2 separate regions of the Mus musculus genome follow, and region 2 is linked to region 1. Evidence: chromatin contacts called from public promoter capture Hi-C data. All regions are on one chromosome and are shown on one strand. The core of a region is the stretch at or near the end of the contact, and the rest is flanking DNA. Distances in the headings are between cores, read along the strand shown.

Region 1 (2,700 bases), core at 35-2,534:
ACTCGGTGCTGAGAATGCTAGGCACCTAGCTCGGCCCCATCTTTCCGCTCCTTTCTGTTGGGTTGGGATGGTTGTGGGACTCACCCTGTTTCCCATCTCACAGAGAACGCTGCCCTTTGTTGCTTGACGATCAGTGTTTGTGGGCTGACGGTAAGGATTGTTTTAGGAATGAAGGTAATTGTGCTTTTGTCCCGCCCTCTCATCTGGAAGCAGAAGTCTCTTCTGCACGTGGCAAATATTTACTCTTCCTTTCTCAGCATATGAGATAAGGGGTACCCTTAGTGTATGGGGGTGCATCGGGAAAGGGAAGACTGTGCTTTCACCTCGGGCTTAGGAGAGGATTTTCACAACCCCACCCATAAATCCTTTCTTTTAAAAAAAATCCATTTATTTTACTCTGTCATTGGCTTTCTGTCACAGGCTACCCCCTCATGGCTCTGAGGTCCCAGATTTGCTCAAATCTTTTGCTTGGAGTCCATAACTGAGCTGATGTCAGGTTGTGGTATTATTGTCTCAGATGTTAATCTTTCTTGGCTCCTATCTGAGAGGCTTGATGAAGCAGCTGAGTTATCCCTTGGTAGTGAGACCTAACCACTTGTTACTGTTCACCAAGGCCATTAATATGTCGATGGCAGCTGTGTATAAATCTTTCTTTCTGGCTGTGAAAAGAATCCTGATTAGTTTATGCCAGAATCCCATTAGCCTTCCCTCTTCTCATTCATTTTTTTAAAATGCAATCATGTTAATGTGGGTGTTAATAGTGATTTGTGGTAATAGCATTCCTTTATTTTCTCATGTAACTAGATACCTTCTCTTTGAGGTCAAAGTACGGCAAGAACCTCCTCGCTCATAATTTTCATTCTTTTTCATTTCCTGTTATAATATTTTTTTGTGATGTTCTTAGTCTTTTGCTTTTAATCACAGTTAACTGCACCCCGCTCTCAGGCTGACTTTGGGCACTCTTAATGTAAGACCGTACAAAGCATGTTTCCTGGAAGGACCATTCTTCATAATCCCAGAAGGACAGGAAGTGAAAACGGGGTGGGGGTGTATGGTGGTTTGCACCAACTTATGTAACTCAGAAAGTTCATCAAGTGCTTCTGGAAGGCCAAGGGAGAGTATTAACTTAAAAAAAAAAAAAACCTTGGAGAGTTCTGGAAGGGTCACAGTATATTGATAAGCATGTCTGATTAAATGCTATTTTCCTGTCCTGGCATTTATCATGAACCCTGACATTGTGTTAATAATATACTGCTTCTACAGGTCACACAGATAAGCACGGAACATTTACCAGAAAAATGATGCAGCAGTGTGGGAACTGTCATCCTCCCAGAGAGCAAGAGACATCCCCAAGTTCCCAGCAGCAGCGAGAAACCAGTGAGTCTGGATGTAAGGGAAGCATCGCAGGACTCTGGGCATCTGAGGCCATTACTCCTCTGGTTAAGAGCCCATGTCCTGGGCCCTAACTGTCTGGGTACAAACCCAAAATCTTTTGCTTCCTAGCTCTGTGCATTTGGCTCAACTGGTCTATACCTTGGTCCTTACTTTTATAAAACTGAGAATTTACAGGATATAATTCCAGATTGTTTTCCTAGGATGAAACACTTAAAAATTAGTTAACTAACAGAAATCCAGATTAGTTCTTAACACATATATGTGAGGCTGCTAGTATTACTGAGAGGCTCTTCAGAGCTCTGTACTGTCCACATAACAGTGATGAGGCACACTAAGCTATTAAATACTTCAAAAGTAGCTACTATGATGCAAGAATTAAGTTCCTAGGCTTATTTTATGTTAATTTATTATGATTTTAAAATAATATTTGTCACACTTATTGACTTAAAATATGCAGAAATTCAGGAAAGGGAATTTACTTTTTCAGTTGTAAGTTTTATGAAGCCTAAGTATTTGATCATAACTCGTGTGTGTGTGTATGTGTGTGTGTGTGTGTGTGTGTGTGTGTGTGTGTGATGTACAGATGAGGGTACCAGCATCGGGTACTTGATGTGTTCAGTTAATGCTCTCCTTATTCCCTTCACACAGAGGCTCTCACTGAACTTCAGGCTTGCCGTTTCGTCAAGCTGGCTGGCATTGAGCTCACAGGCTCCGCCTCCTAGTGCTGGCATTGCATGCACAAGCAGCTGCACGCCGCTTTTTGTGATGTTAGTACTTGGGATTTGAACTCAGCTCCACAGGCTCCCAGAGCATGTCTCTATCTAGACCAGAGTCATAGCTACTGAGCCACCTCTCCAGCTCTTTGTTTACAACTTTTGTGATTAACAATTTAGCATACACATTTTGATGATCAACTTGAAGTACAACCAAAACAAAAACCAACCAAACAAAACCCCAAATACCTAAGATTGCAACGACCTCATCCATTGTAAGACTACTAATTTCACTTAAAATAATATTTTGCTTAAGTTGGGCTAAGTAAGATATTCTAAAATTATATTCTCTCATTTCTTTTACTTTTAAAATATGGCTACTAGGAACTTTTAAATTAGATGCGTTTCATATCATTAACCCCGGGCTAGATTATAGGGAATTTTATTTGCAGTGGTAAAACGTCTGAGTTTTATCCTGGAGTAGTAAGTAATGGCAAACCTCAGAGGAAGAAATGGGACCCCATTTGCATAATGCACATTACATATGTACAAATCAGAAATATTTTCTTGGCGTCTGGGGAGGAAATGGATT
Region 2 (2,700 bases), core at 116-2,615, 75 kb before region 1:
GGGTTGTGAAGGTACCAATTCCTTGATTTACAATAAAAATACTTCAAATGTTTTTTTGGTAATTTGCAATGTTTTCTTTAAAATCATTCAATCTGGATTTTGTTTGTTTTTCAGCAGCTGGGCGTTATCTCCTTCTTTCCGATGGAGAATTATCATACATGCATAACTGACATGCTAACACTGACGTCTATCTTGCCAATTTCAGGGCTTCTGTGTCCTTTTACATTCTGCCAGAATCTTTCACATACAGATAAGATTCCTTTTAGTATATGGCTAGAATCCTTCGACTCAGCCCCACGAGTTACCAGCCATGCCAGGCGCGTGCATTAAATAATTGGAAGCACTCCTGAGCTTGGTGATGGCTGGCTCATCTCATCCTTTTTTTCCCCCTCCATGAATGTTATCCTCCCTCGTGGCTTCAACCACCACTCAGCACGAATGACTTCCAAATTTGCTTCACGGAATTGGCCCCTGGCCAGCTTCAGACTAATCATTTACCAGATGAGTGTGTGCTTACCCACACAGAACCACTCCAGGAGGTTCCCGAACCCATGTGGAAAACTCTTGGATGCTGCATGTATACTTGGATGCCTCAGAGTCCTCAAAAAACCCAAAAGGAAACACAAGGAAATTCACTTTCCCCTCTAGGCATGTTCTCTCAGGCCCGGGCCAATTCCAGATTACTCAAGACACCCATTCATGTCTTCATCCTTCCCAACTGACCACCAATCACCCCCGTGTTCTTCCCATCCCTATCTCCTTTGCTACGGCCCTCATCACTTCTGGCATGGGTAGCTTAAGCCATTAATTCATTTCACATCCGTACGAAGCAAGGAATCTTCCCCGTGAGATTCGGGGCTTTACGAAGCAGCCACTCCCCATCTTCCCACCCTCTCCTTACTAAGGGTATTGATACTTCTTCAGTCTGAGGCTGATGCTCATTCTCAAGCAAGACATTACCTGTACTTTAATTTGTGTTTTCCATGTTTATCACAAAATAGGGAGATAATATACCCCCTCTTTCTACTTTATTTCCTATTGCTTTTTAAAGTCTTTGAACCGAACAGTATCTTTTAGGAGCACTGTATACTCAGGACTTACTTGACAATTGTGCCTAACTCATTCAAACCAAGTTCTTAATGAGGAGTTACAATGTCTTTCTTGTCTGTCCCCCACCCACCCACTCTTCCTTTATATCCCCAAGAGTAAGGTAAACACATATATCTAGAGATAAACCAGCAACTTGGCTCAAATTGCTGTTAGTTTCTTTTTCAAATACACAGATTAAACCCACTCCTAAAGGCCTGCTGAAACTGAGGGAGGGAAAAAAAAACGATAATTATGCAATCACTTGATGCACTTCAAATTCGGATTCTGGCTGACTCTGCCAGGCAATAAGCAACTCCCGTTTTCAGACAGCATGCACCATGTGTGCAGTTGGGTTGAATCCTCGTGCCAACTCTATGAAGCCAGTGTCGCTATCCCTCTCTTTCCAGTAAGTCACTGAGGCACAGAGGGGGTCACACATCTAAGAAGCAGAGCTGGGAACCTGAATTTAGCACCATTTACCAATCTCAGCTCTGGAGCAATACATTTAACTGTGAATCCACAACAGAAGACCCCCGAGACCTCAGGCGTCCAGGGCTCTAACACCCCTTCTGGCACTAACATGGTCACAGCTGAACAGGACCACAGCAAACAGCTGGAATGTTAGGCTTTAGCTCTCAACTGACCCGACTCGGACTCAGGGCAGTCCTTACTTCCATGTCATCAAACTAACTGAGACGAGCACAACCCTACGGCCATTGTACTTTCAGGATACCTCAAGCAACCAGCAGCTGTGGGCCTTTCTCTCCTTCCATCCTGTCAGGTGAATGCCATACTAGCAAGCGTCACCTGCTTCTACGGGCGGGGCATGTGATCGTCGTATCCCGCTCTGACAGTCTGCAGGGAGGGGGCCGAATGGAAAATAACTGCCATCTTCCTGTCCTGCTTCCAACTCTTAAGTAGACTTTTGATTAGCTGAGTTCTTTAAGTGAGCAGGTGCAAACCCAAACACACTCCAAAAGCCAGCCAGACAAAGTAGTTGAGGCTTGCCAAGGACAGTGGGGTGGCCAGCAGCTAGCAGCCAGAGCCTCTGTCTGTTTTATACAGGAAATAGACACGGCATCCCATAGCCACGGGTCTTCCAACTGAGCTACTGTCTTGTTTTACACAGACTCAGAAAGAAAGAGAGAGCGCTGCTACCTGCAGAGCAGGCACCTTAACCAGCACGTACTGCAGGTCTAGCCAGGCCTTCCCTCTTAGACTCAGAAGGGCTTGCTATCTTTTAAAAACAAAAATAAAACGAAAAACATGTGAAATCTCATTTTCAAATGCTAGCAGCTAATTTAGGGGGTGGGGGAAATACCACAACAGCATTCAAGCCAAACAAAACACATTTCCAGGCCAAAAGACTTCTTAGGGAGCCAACTAAGAAGCCTGCCTTAAAACTGAAAAAAACAAAACAAAACAAAACAAAACAAAAAAACAGACAAACAAAAAACTCACAAAACATACAAACCAAACCCATGTCTCAAAATACAAATTGTTCTAATATCTGCATTTCAATGCACACATAATAACCTAAATGTGCCCTAGTGGTATATTTTTTTAGAGTTATAATCTGAAGCTTTTACGTTAAAAGAACCCTGCTTTCCC

Evidence for each region. Capture Hi-C pulls out chosen DNA fragments and counts their contacts.
Region 2: a promoter capture Hi-C map of liver shows a contact between it and region 1, with 2.3 times the contacts expected there. The contact joins two enhancer-like sites. A contact is called at or near these places in 1 of 15 datasets of contacts at CTCF or cohesin (embryonic stem cells), 15 of 484 Hi-C or Micro-C datasets (the HL-1 cell line, LSK cells, the Patski cell line and 6 more), 7 of 115 datasets of contacts at active chromatin or transcription factors (the 230-238 cell line, embryonic stem cells, extraembryonic endoderm stem cells and 2 more) and 2 of 9 other capture datasets (adipose tissue and liver).

Annotation. Positions count from the first base shown.
Region 1 is chr15:7,068,940-7,071,639 of GRCm38.p6, reverse strand. No RefSeq gene overlaps it. Among named protein-coding and RNA genes, the nearest start is that of Gm30971, 4.1 kb to the left of the region's middle. Within about 2 kb of position 1,284, at least 4 of the 459 cell types and tissues checked have an H3K27ac peak or open chromatin away from gene starts, as enhancers often do. A contact at or near this core is called in liver, where this site is marked.
Region 2 is chr15:7,144,461-7,147,160 of GRCm38.p6, reverse strand. All of the region lies in intron 1 of Lifr (LIF receptor alpha), which reads right to left. Among named protein-coding and RNA genes, the nearest start is that of Lifr, 16 kb to the right of the region's middle. Within about 2 kb of position 1,365, at least 42 of the 459 cell types and tissues checked have an H3K27ac peak or open chromatin away from gene starts, as enhancers often do. A contact at or near this core is called in liver, where this site is marked.